Regions from separate parts of the Mus musculus genome. Here region 1 is linked to region 2. Evidence: chromatin contacts called from public HiChIP or PLAC-seq data. All regions are on one chromosome and are shown on one strand. Each heading gives the region's core, a stretch centred on a gene start, on an enhancer-like site or on the middle of the called end of the contact. The rest is flanking DNA. Distances are from core to core; before and after follow the strand shown.

Evidence for each region. HiChIP or PLAC-seq counts read pairs in DNA pulled down with a chosen protein or histone mark.
Region 1: a contact with region 2 is called in an H3K4me3 HiChIP or PLAC-seq map of bone marrow-derived macrophages, with 4 times the contacts expected there. The contact joins the promoter of Syk here to the enhancer-like site in region 2. A contact is called at or near these places in 11 of 39 promoter capture datasets (the C10 cell line, the HPC-7 cell line, cranial neural crest and 8 more), 1 of 15 datasets of contacts at CTCF or cohesin (the NIH/3T3 cell line), 2 of 484 Hi-C or Micro-C datasets (bone marrow-derived macrophages and embryonic fibroblasts), 15 of 115 datasets of contacts at active chromatin or transcription factors (the 230-238 cell line, acute myeloid leukemia, bone marrow-derived macrophages and 10 more) and 3 of 9 other capture datasets (bone marrow-derived macrophages, embryonic stem cells and pancreatic islet).

What each region holds. Positions count from the first base shown.
Region 1 is chr13:52,592,032-52,599,316 of GRCm38.p6, reverse strand. It overlaps Syk (spleen tyrosine kinase), which reads right to left and starts at 2,435. Exons shown (of 14, transcript NM_011518.2): 1 at 2,263-2,435.
Region 2 is chr13:52,274,557-52,281,801 of GRCm38.p6, reverse strand. No RefSeq gene overlaps it. Among named protein-coding and RNA genes, the nearest start is that of Gm33116, 44 kb to the right of the region's middle. Within about 2 kb of position 4,416, at least 38 of the 459 cell types and tissues checked have an H3K27ac peak or open chromatin away from gene starts, as enhancers often do. A contact at or near this core is called in bone marrow-derived macrophages and neutrophils, where this site is marked.

The DNA of each region.
Region 1 (7,285 bases), core at 1,186-3,685, 320 kb before region 2:
CTAGCCAGCAAGCCCCAGAGATCTGCCTCTTTCCATACTCCCCCAGCTCTGGAATTACACGCACGCGTCCCCACACTCAGCTTTTGGGTCCGGAACTCATTTCTTCGTGCTTGCTTGACACAAACCTTATCGGTTGAGCTATCTCATCAGCCCATGTTGTATGTAACTCTTGAATCTAAGTCACAGACCCACCGGACAGACCTGCGGAACGGATGCCACAAGCTAGTTAGCAAGCAACTGTGCCGGAGGGAACATGAACACCCTGTTTCCCTAACAACATGTAGAGAAAGTTCTGGAATGAAAGCTGCCATGATCTAGCGAGAACCATGTGTACCCTGATTCTCATGGATACTTTTTGCACCTTATGTGACTGGCTGACATTGCCTGCAGATGACTCTGGAACAGAGGAAGAGAGTCCTCGCAGGTCCAAGCTTCTGCCTGCTCAGGTGCCTGCTCCACACACGGTTTTAAGCCAGTGCAGACTTGGAAAGGAGGCCAAAGAACAGGAAATCAATACAGACATCTCGCCTGGTGATTTTTAAGCAGGAAACATGGAAACTTCTGCTGGAAGCCAGAATTTTCCTTCTTGAAGTGACACTGTCTGTGAGGGAAGCACATAGACCATATTCCCCCTAGCCTGGCAGGCAGGCAGGCAGAGCAAATGTTCTTGAATAGTCCCTTGCACAGCAGAGAAACCAAGCAAGGACAGCCGTCCAAACCACTCCCCATGTTTGTGGAAGCACTTATCATTAATCCCAGCACTGTACTGTAAGCTGGGAGGTAGAGACAGGAGAATTCCCTGAAGCTCACGGGCCAGGCAGCTTATATATGCAGCACAGAATAACAAAGAGGTGAACACTCACTCAGAGTTGTCTTCTGACCTCCACGTGTGTACCACAGCATGCACATGACAGCTCTCTGTCTCTCTGTCTCTGTGTCCCCCATCTCTCTCTCTCTCTCTCTCTCTCTCACACACACACACACACACACACACACAAACACACATACACAGACATACATAAATATACCATACATAAAAGTATGTATATGTATATGTATATGTATATGTATATGTATATGTATATGTATATGTATATGTATATGTATATATCACACACACACATACACATACACCACACATAAAGGTATATACACATATATAAGTACAACATACACCACAATACATACACATAAAGGTATATACACATACATATGTATACCACACACACATATACATAAAGATATATATATATATATATATATATATACCACACACACACACCATACACACATACACATAAAGGTATATACATATATGCATACAACACACACACACCACACACATACGCATCAAGATATATATATATACACATATATACACACCATACATACATACATACATACATACATACATACATACAGGTGTATATACACACAACACACACATACACCATACATATATACATATACATCTCTCTCTCCACCACACAGACACCATATGTACAGCTATGTACATATACACAAATACACTCACACATAAAATACCAACAACCGACCAAGTTGCAGACATTTCCTGATAAGACTGTCTCCTGATTTTTCCTGCCATCATCTTGGGACAAAGTACTCAGGATAGGTGGAGAGCCAAGTGACAGTATTCTTCTGGTTCCCACCCCAAGTCCCATCCCAGGGAATCCCAGCTGGGTGGCTGGGGTTGAGGCCACAGTGAACGCTGTGCCCAACAAACTCCATTTCAGTAGGCCGTGGGGGCCTGGCTGAAGCTGCTGCTGTCTAGGCTCTATTTTTACTTCCCCATCTGCCCACCTCACAAGGACAATATGTACAGGGTCCTCAAGGCCTCTAGAGAAACCAAATGACCCACATTCGACACAAAGGACCTGTCACACCTGCTCAAGGAAATCTTGGTTTCTCTGAAATTCCTGACTATGAAATATTCCAGGAAATTACAGTGGAGTTACTCCCGAGACTTCACAGCTGTATCTAAAGACACGAATTAACCCCAGTGCTTAAAGAAAGTACCGGCTATGTGCTCAGGGAAGAAAGATGTCTCTGCCATGTGAGAACTGCAGTAATTATCAACTCCATAGCTCAAGATGAACGAATGTCAGCCAGGGCATGATGTAGCCCAGGGGACGGTATCGGCCAGGAAAGCACATACTCGGATACTGGCGTGCTCTCTAATGCCCACCCATGGTGCAGAGAGCCATGAGGTCGCCATTATTGATTGCTACAGATCTGACTTACCTTCCTGTCCTGGAGTCACAGAAGGCCTGGGCTCCCGGGCACCAGGCAGCATGGAACGTTGAAAGGACCAGACTGGCAGTCTTGAAAATGGGAATGGCTGCAATGGAGAGAAGGCAGAGGAGAGCAAGTGGAGGTTTCCTGCTGTTAAGTGGTGTCTGTAACTAGGGAAGTGGCTTTTCCTCAAAGTGTCAGCAAGCAAGACAAGCCAGAAAGCAGAAGTAAGAGGGTGTGTGTGTGTTGGGGGGGGGTGGTGCTTGATAATTTCATAGTCAAAATGAAGTTACAGTCAGAAGGCAGGGATCCCAAACAAACACCTGCCAGTGGAGGAGGATCTTGGCGATTCTTGACCAGGATTGTCACGCTGATTCTTAGACCTAAGCTACACAACCTGGCTAAAACTGTGTGCCAAGCTTAGGGTATGTCAATTTTTCTTCTCATTATATTACTGTATATCATGTTTGACGATTTACTAATTCTGTTGATCATTTTAAAGGCTCCAAGTAGGTTTTCTTCATTTTTGTTTAGTTTCCTATTTTTGGCTTCAGAGTTTACCATGTTACCTCCTTTGACCATCGTGGCCTAGGCTTAATGTACTGTAATTCTTGATAATTCTTATAAAACTTAATTTCCTATAGTGAGAGCACATCCTTGCCTAAAACTATAGGTGACTGAGTTGACACAGCTCTCTTTATCTTCTACATCATCGGGGTTTGGGTATGCCGCTCCAGGGTTCATGTGCTGGGAGCTTGGCTAAGGTGTGGCACATTCGAGTGTCATAACCTTTGAGAGGTGGGTTCTGAGGTACAAGGGAGCGAGTTCACTGAGGCACCAGCCTTGGAAAAGACTAATGGCTATCTCAGAGGACTAAGTTAAGTCTCAGTGAACTGAGTTAGTTACTTTGACAGTGAATTGTTATCAAGCAAGGTCATCCCACCAATTTGGTCCCATCCACAACCATGATTCATCACAGCCTTCCACCATGTGGTGCCATCTGCCAGGATGTCATGCCATGTAAGGGGCTCACCTGACGTGGCAGCCTGAACTTGGGCTTTTAAGCCCTAAACTGCGAGCCAAACTAAACTCCCTTTCTTTATAAAGCACTCAGTCTCAAGGATTTTGTTATAGCAGTGGGCCTAGTGTTCGGGATTTCTTTCTAAGCACTACTTTTAGCATCATTTGAAAAATGTTGGTATAGCATATTTTATTTTTTAAAAAATATCATTATTTTATGTATATGAGCATTTTGCCTACATATGTGTATGTGTATCATGCATGTGCTTAGTACCTATGGTTGTCAGAAGAGGACAGCCGATACCTTGAGAATGGAGTTACAGACAGTGTGAGCTGTCAGTGGGGTGCTGGGAATTGAACACGGGTCCTCTGCAAGAACAACAAGTGCACCCGGTTGTTGAGCTAATCCTCCAGGGCCTTGAATTCTCATCTGTATGCTAGGTAAAATATTTTAAGAGTTCTTTTGAGACTTTTATCAACTCACAGGTTATATAAAAGCCCATTATTCGCTTTCCAGATACTTTTTTTTGTTATGGATATATGGTTTGATTTTGTTGTGTTCTAAAAAACAATTTACGTGGCTTTTTAAATGTAAGCTTAGTGGGTTTTCCAAGCAGGTACTTTATTTTGGTAAATATTCCTTGAGTGCTTGAGAGGAATGCCTACTTTGGTTGTTAGAGTCAATGTCTTACAAATGTCAGGCTGGTTGACAGTGTTGCTCTGGTCTCATCATGGCTATTAATTTTCTTTTGAGCTATCAGTTATAGAAAGAGAGGAACTGGCATTCCAGACCACAATAGTGGCTTTGTCCTTTTTTGTCTTCCATTTTGTCAGGGTTTCCCTTATGCATTTTGCTGTCCTGCTGATCTGTGTATACATGGCTAGGTTGCTATGTCTCCTTGGGTATCTGACCCTTTTGTTATTATGTAACTGTTTCCCAGACTCCTCTCCAATGTAGAGGTTTTTGTCCCATAAGTAACCCAGAAAGTAAGGAGGGTTCTGAAAGGAAGAAGAACTCTTCTGAAATTCTTCTGAAGAATTCTGAAAGTAAGGGAATTCCCAGCTGGAGTGTAGCTCTAACCACGTGGTTTGTCCTATGCAGAAGGATGTAGGTGCTTTTCATAGTTATTGCTTGCTTCCTCCCTGACCTCTTTCTCAGATCTTTACAATAAAATCCTAGTGAGCTGTGTGTATTAACGACAGCTTTTTACTGCCTTCATCTCCTGATGTTGGGGGTGCTATCCATCCCAGTACTGACCTACCTCTAGAAAGTGAAACATTTCGCATGTAACAAACCAATCCAAAAATCTACCTTGAACCACTTCCTTTATCAGGCTGCCATATGCCAACCTTTAGTCCCCTGCCCTGATCACTCCACAGAAACAGGCAACCAGGGAAGGCTGTCCTCTCTCCAATGCCTGGCATCAAAGAGTTAACAGATGCCCCAAGAGGGTAACTGAGCTGAGACTTTAAGACCACAGTTGCCTTTTAAGGAAAAAAAAGAGTCAGGTATGAAAAGACACTGGGGATCAGGCAACTGAAGGGTGTGTGTGTGTGTGTGTGTGTGTGTGTGTGTGTGTGTAAGACCAGAGAAGAAATGGCCTCAGAAGACAGGACAAATATTGAGGGTACAGGGAACACACAAGAGAGACGGCTTGAGAAAAATGAGACAGAACTTAATGAGTTCAGGATTCCAAAGGAATCCACTTAAAGGCCAAGAGCCAAGGTAAGTAAGCCTGATATTCCCCCCTCCTAAAACACAGAAGTAAATAAACATATTTACCTTAGAAGTTCATTGTCAGAAACCAAAGAGGCCTCGTCTCTAGGGGCTAAAGGGACATCTTAACCCCAAGAATAAAGAAAAAGCAAATGACCTGATCTCAGCTGAAACCAGAACTAACCCTACCTCTGGGCATGCATCTCCGGGATTTGAAGTCATCTGTGGAAGAGATATTTGCATGTCTGCTGTTTACTGAGATGCTACTCACAATAGCCAAGGGGGAGAACCAAGCTGAGGGCCCACCAATGGCCGAGGGATGGATGAACAGATAAAGCAATATGGTAGGCATAGACTGTGGAGTACTATGTAGGCATGAAGAGGGAGTGAACTACCATTCGTTAAAACAAAGGCATGGATCTTTCAGACATGAAGTGAGGCTGGCACAGAGACACAAGCTGTATTTCACGTGGATGCTGTGGAACTATCTCCTCAGAACTGAAGCATTGCCTCCTGAAGGGAGGCTCACAAAGCATAAGGGAAGGAGACTGGGAAAAGGAGACTCTTCTGTGGGGCTGTGGGCAAGTTGGGCAGGAAGTTCCAGGGATGCAGCCTTGGTGAGCTGTTGATTGGAGCAGCTGCGTCCAAGCCACCTGTGCTCCTACTGTCACAAACACACACACACACACACACACACACACACACACACACACACACTGCTCCCATAATGCCAGTAAACTCACTAATTCACCAAGTGTGATGGTTTGAATATGCTTGGCCCAGAGAATGGCACTACTAGAAGGTATGGCCTCGTTGAAGTAGGTGTGACCTTCTTGGAGGAAGTGTGTCACTGTGGGCGTGGGCTTTAAGACCCTTGTCCTAGCTTCCTGGAAGCCAGTCTTCTCCTAGTGACCTTCAGATGAAGATGTAGAACTCTCTCTCAGCTCCTCCTCCACCATGCCTACCTGGATGCTGCCATGCTCCTGCCTTGATGATAATGGACAGAATCTCTGAACCTGTAAACCAGTCTCGATGAAATGTTGTCCTTATAAGAGTTGCTTTGGGGCTGGCAAGATGGCTCAGAAGGTAAGAGCATTGACTGCTCTTCCAAAGGTCCTGAGTTCAAATCCCAGAAACCATACAGTGGCTCACAACCATCCGTAATGAGATCTGACACCCTCTTCTGGAATATCTGAAGACAGCTACAGTGTACTTACATATAATAAATAAATAAATCTTTTTAAAAAAGAGAGAGAGAGTTGCTTTGGTCATGGTGTCTGTTCACAGCAGTAAAACCCTAACTAAGACACCAAGCTAGACTTGGTGCAAATGGTCTCTTTGGGGTGAGCAGACATTTGCTCACATCTCCCCGAGAGAGAGAGAGAGAGAGAGAGAGAGAGAGAGAGAGAGAGAGTAATGAAACAGAAGTGAAGTACAGAACTCTGAAACTCAAAGAAACAAAGGCTCTGCAGCTGTGTGAGCCCTTAGCATTGTGCAGAACATGCCTGTTGTCATAGTTACTTTCCTATTGCTGTGAAGGCAACTTAGAAAGGAAACCATGCCCAGTTATCAGGGCTTTCAGTTCCATGGGTCAGAGTTTGAGACATTATGGTGGGGAAGAGGGCAACAGGCAGGCATGGCACTAGAGGAGTAGCTGAGAGCTTACATTTAGATCCACATGCAGAGAGAGACACATTTGTGTTGCAGAGAGAGAGAGAGAGAGAGAGAGAGAGAGAGAGAGACCCAATCATTCCCAAATAGTTCCACCAACTACAGACGAAGTCTTCAAACATATGAGCCTATGGAGGCTGTTCTCACTCAAACCAACACACACACACATTTTCACACAGGCTTTATCCATCGCTAGATTACCTATGATACTGGGCTGGAGAGATGGCTCAGCGGTTGAGAGCCCTGACTGCTCTTCCAGAGGTCTGAGTTCAATTCCCAGCAACCACATGATGGCTCACAACCATCTGTAATGGGATCTGATGTCCTTTCCTGGTGTGTCTGAAGACAGCAACAGTGTGCTCACATAGATTCCCTATGATACATAGCACATAGTGAATGTTGTATAAATACACTGTACTGTCAGGGAACCAGGGCATGAAGGACAGCGTGCACACAGGACAGAGGCTGAGGTGTCTTTGAATACTTGGTGTCTGAGACTGGGTCAATCTTCAGGAAGCTGTGGCTGTGGGGGCTCCATATGCACAGAACCACCCTCACTATTTAAGGTGAGGAGGTGAGAATTTACAGTTTGTCAGAGGCTGTGTTCTCATCTGTAAGACTTCA
Region 2 (7,245 bases), core at 3,167-5,666:
GCGTTACTCCATTTATTAATTAAAAGACCCACTAATGTCTAAAGACCTGGGAAAGGTCTGAAGGTGCTGAGGCAGCTACCCTGGAGCTGAGCCTCTGCCCTCATCTTCCAGGCACAGTGCTCCCAAGGTTCCACCTCTGGTGGGAGACTCACATTGCTGTGGCTCTCAGAGTCTGGCATCAAGGACAGATTCCTTCCCATTTAGCTGACAATTGTCCATGAGGCTCACACTCATCCACAGATGCCACATGGAAGTACAAGCAAAGGAGAGCCATGGCGAGTAGTCCACCAGGCTCCAGGGCTTACTCTAGGTGGCGCTACTGTGACCTTATAGTTACCTTGGGGACAGACAGACAGACAGACAGACAGACAAGCTTTGTGGCTTTTGTAGTCAGTTTGCAGGAGGTACTTGCTTTGGGGATTTCCCCTCATTCCTTTGTATCCTCTTTGGTCTGCAGGCATCTACAGTGGCTTATCTTGACTATCAGCTTGGAAGAATTTGTGATTGTGGAAAAAACCTCAGGACTTATCTGTGAGGGATGAGCTCCATCAGGTTAATTGAGGTGAGGAAACCCATCCGCACTGTGGGCAGCACCGTTCCACGAAGGACTAAGTGGAAGGGAGATAGCAAATCTGCCCTGGTTTTATTTCCATCACTGTGATAAATACACTGGCAGAAGGTGATTTAGGGGGGAAAGAGATTGTTTTACATCACAATTTCAGGTTAGGGCCCATCACTGTAGGGAGAATACAGCAGCAGGAGCTAGAGAGACATCACATCCACAGATGAGGGCAGAGAAAACAGAGGTACCCATGCCTAGTACTTAGCTCATTTCCCCACTTAATGGAGCTCCAAACCCAAGCCCAGGGAATAGTGCTGCCCATTGTGGACAGGTCTTCAGCCTCAATTCAGGCAATCAGAACAATGCTCCACAGAGATGCCCAGAGGCCCGTTGGGAGACTTCTCACCAGGATAATTTTACATTGTGTCAAGCTGACAATTAAAACTAAAGATCACCAGAGAGAGAGAGAGAGAGAGAGAGAGAGAGAGAGAGAGAGAAGGGAAGGAGGAGGAGGAGGAAGAGGAGGAGGAAGAGGAGGAGGAGGGAGAGGAGGAGGAGGAAGAGGAGGAGGAGGAGGAAGAGAAGGAAGAGGAGGAGGAGGAGGAGGAGAAAAGATCACACGAGGTGGCTAGAATCATTCATCCTTCTGTGATTGCTGACTCTGCCACAATGTGACCAGTTGCCTGAAGCTTTTGTCTCTGTTCCTTCTGCGGCCATGAGGGGACTGTACCTGGGAACTGTGAGCTAAAACATAGCTCCCTTCCTTAAGTCACTTTTTCAAGTGTTTTGCCACAGCACTAAGAAAAGTAACAGATATACAGCCACCTCTAACTAAGTGGTGACAGCTCTTCTAGTCAGCTTCCTGGGTCACAGCTATAGCCTGTTCTTGGCCACAGTCTCCCTACAATGCTCACAGATCGATCTGTACAGTGATGTCTCAGTTGCTTCGTGTTGCCACAACAAAGTACAGAGTGGGTAGCTTTTGGGAATGGAAATACACCGCCTTATGCTGCCAGAGGCTTAAGTCCGTGATGAAGGACTCCAGTGTGGTTGGTTTCTAGTGAGGTCCATTTTAGACTTAGTTGTTTCAAAAACCTACTTTCATTATGAGTCTTTGGTTCTTCAACCTCTCTTCTAGCCCACCACCCACCAGAAGTAGGGGAAAAGAAAGATTAATACGAATAGGGGTTGTGGACCTCTTTTAAAACAGTTCTTTGGGGGCAATTCCAATCTTCATTGTCAGCAGTCCAGTTCACTAGCAAATACCAAGCATGAATCAGTAGCAGCAGCGCAATCCAGAAGAAACCACGAGGCTCCACCAATTGGCACGAGTCCATAGACGCAGCACGAAGCAGCAGAAACATCACCAGAAGTAACCTTCCTTATTCCTGCAAGTATGTCTATGCAATACCAGAGGTCAGAACGGGGCATCTGATCCCCTGGGCCTGAAGGAACAGATGTTTGCAAGTTGCCGTGTTTGAGTGATGGGAGCAAACTCAGGTCTTCCAGATAAACAGTCAGTGCTTGTAATGTCTGGCCATCTCTCCAGCCCCACAGCTGTGCTTTAATGGGGACTGTGGTGGACTCGACTTGACTCTGCTTTTTTTTTAGATTAGAGAAGGATACTCACAATGAGACTGGTGACCGGGAAGCAAGCTGCTCCAACTATGAAAGCTTTTATTTGTTCTCAAAATCACAGCTTGTTTTTCAGAGTTAAAATTAGATTTCAAGTCATGGTTGAACAATGCAGCATGAAGGTCCCCCACACAGAAAGAGGAAACAAGGTTCAAATGGGGCTGGGTTGATTGTTATCAAAGTGAGCACGAGAACTGGAATTTTAAGACAGGTTCAGTTGTTGAAAACATGGTGGGATATAGAACAGCAAAAATCTCTAATTGAAACTTCAAGTGAACCAGTAAGGAATCCAAGAGATCTCGAGTCAGTATAATTTGTTTTACTTGGAACTTGGGCAGGAATTAAAACTATAATGTCTGGCCTCATGAACATGTGTCCCCATGGCCTTGAGCCTATAGCCAAAGACTGTGAACACAATATTTCAAACAATGTGTATGATTTTACATAACAAACAGATCACATGCCTAGGAGATGACTTTGTGATGTCCAGGGGATACAGAGAGAAGACCTTACCCTCAAGCACACACCAATGGCCCACTTTCTAAAAATGGCCCTACCTCCTAAAAATGTCCAGACCCTCCCAAAATAGTGCCACCAGCTGGGATAAGTTTCCAAACCATCACAGCTGGGAGTGATTCATACATGGTGTGGCTGGCTCTGGAAGAATTTTCAACCCTTTTCCTCAATGGCTCGGGAAAAGAATCTCTTTGCTTTTGGTTTTAGGTGAGGGAATGAGGGATACTATTTGCCTTTAAAAAAATAATAATCTTTCAAGGATGTAGAGTGGGACCAGAGGTGAGGGACCACGTTGGACTCAATTTCCATAGCTGAAGAGAGAGTGAGCAGAGGTAAGAACAGGGAGGAGATGTTAGTGTGAGGTAATGTTGATAGGAGCAGGAAGCTGGGGAATGGAGTCTGGCTTTGGGCATGGTTGAGTGCAGCGCTGTCCCTGAGTGCTTCCTGGGGATATGTGGCCTGATATCTATTCACACCTCACAAGGCTCCCATGACTGATGAAAGAGAAAGTTTTCGCTAAGTTCATCTTGGTGAAGCAATGACTTTACTCAGGCTACTGAATTCAGAAACCTAGGTGAGGGGTAACTTACAGGAACACGAGTGAGGCAAGGCATCACCAGAAAGCTCACCCAGCGTGGGTAACCACTCCTTCCAGCTGCAACCCTGCAGCTCCATGCATGCCTGGCAAGCATCTCTAGAAGACTCTTCTCCCTAACAAGTGTATACTGCTTTTATAGCCTCATGGAGGGGCATTCTGAGGCAAGCAACTTCCTAAGTCCACTGAGCCTTGTATGTTTCTTTAACTTCCTGAGTCTTTCCTCTTCAGCAAGAGAATGCTTCCATTTGAAAGAGAAAACTAAGGACTTGTTATTGGATTCCGTAGATGCGATGCTGGGCAACATGAACTGAGCACTGGGAAGGAAGGAAGGAAGGAAGGAAGGAAGGAAGGGAGGGAGGGAGGGAGGGAGGGAGGGAGGGAGGGAGGGGAATTGAGGGAGGAAGGAGGGAAGGAGGAAGGAAGGAGGGGAGGAGGGAGGGAGGGAAGAAGGAAGGGAGGAAGGGAGGAAAGGAGGGAGGGAGGAAGGGAGGGAGGAAGGAGGGAAGGAGGGGAGGAGGGAGGGAGGGAGGAAAGGAGGGAGGGAGGGATGGGAAGCAAGGGAGGAAGGAGGGAGGGAGGAAGGAAGGGGGGAGGAGGGAGGGAAAAAGGAAGAAGGGAGGGGGAGGGAGGTATTTGGGGAAACTTGAATTGCATTTCTCAGACTTGACTCCACAGTAAACTCTCTTATTTCCTTTGAGGTGAAAACTACTTTCTGTACCCAAACCAGCAAGACTCTGGGCAGTGCCTAGAGAAAGAAAGAAGTCAAGGCAACCTTTGCAGGGATGTTTTGTTAATGGAAGAATTACTGCACTCTTATGCTGAAGAATCTAGTAGAGGAAGAACTTTTTGAGTTGAGATGGACATGGGACCAGGTGAGAAAGAGGCCTGAGAGCAGCGAGCATCCCATGATGCAGCCTTGTCACACTGGCCTGGGGGATGGGCAGGCCAGATCATCAGGGTGGGAAGTGGCCTCCAGGCAGAAAGGAAATGGCAAGTAGAAGGAGCTGTCCCAGTATGGATGTGATGCTGTCCCACTGTGGACACGATGCTGTCCCAGTATTGACATAACGCTTCAAGAAGTGCTTTGTCATGTGCTGGACCACAAAGTTTGGAGAAGTAACCACAGGAGGGTGTGGCTCTGGTGTTACAGTTCCCTATGTTCCTTGTACTGTTAGAACTGATGGGAATTGGGCTGATGTAACCTTTCTGGCTTTTCTATGCCTGCCCCAGCTCCCGAATAATGACACAGAGATTTATTTTTATTAACAGATGCCTAGACCTAAGTTAGGCTCATCCTCAACTAGTTCATAACTCAATTATCCCATGTATAGTCATCTAAATTCTGTGACGTTGGCTGCTTACCTCTCAACCAAATTCCTAAGTCCGGCTTCCCCTGAGTCTGAATGGCAAATCCCCACCCCTGAGTCTTTCCCAGCGTTTCTTTCTCTCTGCTGGATGTCCCAACTTACTATCCTGCCTTTTGCCATAGGCTATGGGTGGTTTTGTTTTAACCAATCAGAAGATGCCTTAGGCAGTCAAGGAAGGACAGAGACACATCTTCTTCACACAGGGTACAAAAACATCCGTCCGACAGGCTGAAGTTATTCTAGCGAGGTTAAGTAAAGGCTGGAGAGAAGCACAGGCTATGAATGGGTGTATTAAAGGGGGAGTGGCTACACAGTAGACAACCCTGTGCTTGATGAAGCTGAGGCAGGGATGCAGGGGTGAGACACTGGGTGGAAAGGGTCAGCAAGTTAGAAAGCTGGTAGCTTTGAAGATGGCAAAGGAGACAGTAAATGTGCTCTTGTGCTGTTGTTTCCAGATTTTGGTGGTTTCTGTTTATTTTATTATGTTTGTTTTGTTTTGTTTTGGAGACAGGTTTTTCACAGCCTAGCTTTGAACTCATGCATAGCCCAGGCTGACCTGACTTTGGTGGGTTGTGTGCTATGTCAGCACACACACCCATACCCCACAACACACAACCCACCATGTTAGGTCACCATGCCCAACTGAAGCATTAAGGTAGAAACACTGATCAGATGAAATAAGAAGGAGTAGAATGAAGGATCAGCAAAAGGGGGTATGAGGTCATCAGCAGAGAAGGCTGGGTTACATGAGGAGGCAGGAAAGCGGCTGTGAGGGGGCGGCAGTAGCTGAGGGAACCCACTCCCACCCTCAGCAGGAGGACACTGAAATAGCTACATGGCTCACTGCCATTGGAATCAAGTAAAGAAAAGAGACAGGGTCACACCACCTGCATAAGTGATAAAGTGAGAACCCGCACAGCAGAGGTGACCCAGCAGGCTGTCCCTAGTTGCCTCTGGATCCCCACTGAGCCTCACAGAGAGGCCTTCCGTGCAAATTAGGAACCCAGAGAACCAGCTTCCCCACCGCACCCCACCCCCCCCCCCCACACACACACACCCGTACATAAAAGGATCGCTGGACCCCTCTGCTCATGAGAATCATGGGCAATGTATATGTGCTAGAAATCGACTTCCTGAACCCACTCTGGGCTCTGGGTTGAACAAAGGTGGAGAGGTAGTGTGAGTCAGGTCTTGCACGCGGACATTTCCCTAGCACTCTGTTGCTAAGTAGACCTATATCACACAGCGCAACCCTCTGAATCGGAAAACTTGTTTTAGTGCGCCCCCTACCTGTAAGGCTTAGAAAGAGCAGTGGTGTGAAGCTGACTCTCAGGGAGCTTGACATCTGGGAAGGAATCACTTAAATTCACAAAAAAAAATCACCTTTTGTCTGGGGTCAGTGTGTGACCATGACCTAGGTGCAAAACCTGACCTTCCAGACTGTAGATAGAGGTCAGAAATGTGACAGTCACACCAGGGTGAAGTCCAAACAGGCAGGTACCAGAATGAGTTCTGAAGACACATAAAGAAGACAGACAGAAGAAAGCTACCCTGAAAACAGCTGCCCCTGGCCCACTGCTGTGTCAGCACACACCCCCACACCCCACAACACACAACCAACCTGTACTCGCGTCTTCCAATCTGTGGGTTTATGGGCTGGCTTCTTCCACATTTCCCTGCTCTACCAACAAGCTCAAAGTGTTCAGGATCTGTGTCTGGTGCCTAGAGCATTGGCAGGCACTCCCAGAATCTCTAGGAACCCACTGCATGTTATAAATGAAGGGTATACCACCACCTCTGCAGCTCTTTCCAGCCCGGTTACTCAAACAATCTGCTCCTGGCGTGTCTCCCTATGGGCTAGAGACAACTAGCAGAGACAGAGACAGGCAAACCCGAACTCCAGAGGACAGGCAAGCCACATAAGCTGTCACGGTCCAGTTACTTTCTGCTCTTCCAAAGCCAGTCCTGCCTACACATCAGCTTCCTGCAACGAAGGTCTGGGATGATCGCTCAGGTTGAGAAAGCGCTTGCCACCCAAGCAGGAGAACCTGAGTTCAATCCCCCAACATGGTATAAAAAGTCAGGGGCACCATTGTAGCCTTGTAATCCCAGCACTGGGGGTGGGGGATGGGGGTGGGAATTGGCAGATCCTAAGACTTGCTGGTCACTCTACCCACTGTCATCAGAAAACCCCAGGTCCCAGTGAGAGACCCTGTCTCAAAAGCAAGGGATAGGGATAGCTCAGCAGTTGCAGAGGACCCAGGTCCGGTTCCAGCACCCACATGGTGGTTCATAAATACCCCTAACTATGGTTTCAGGGGAATGCCCTCTTCTGGCCTCCAGGGGCTCCTTCGTGCACATGGGGCACAGGATCTCATGCCAGCAATTATGCATGCACATAAATGAATAAATCTTTTTTTTTAAATTAAAACCCAACGTGGGTGGCTCCTAAGGGATGACCTTTGACCTCTCTTTGTACAGCTGTACACATGCCTTCAATCACACAAGTGCACTTGCGCACACACACACACACATACACAATACACATATACATGTATACCCATACA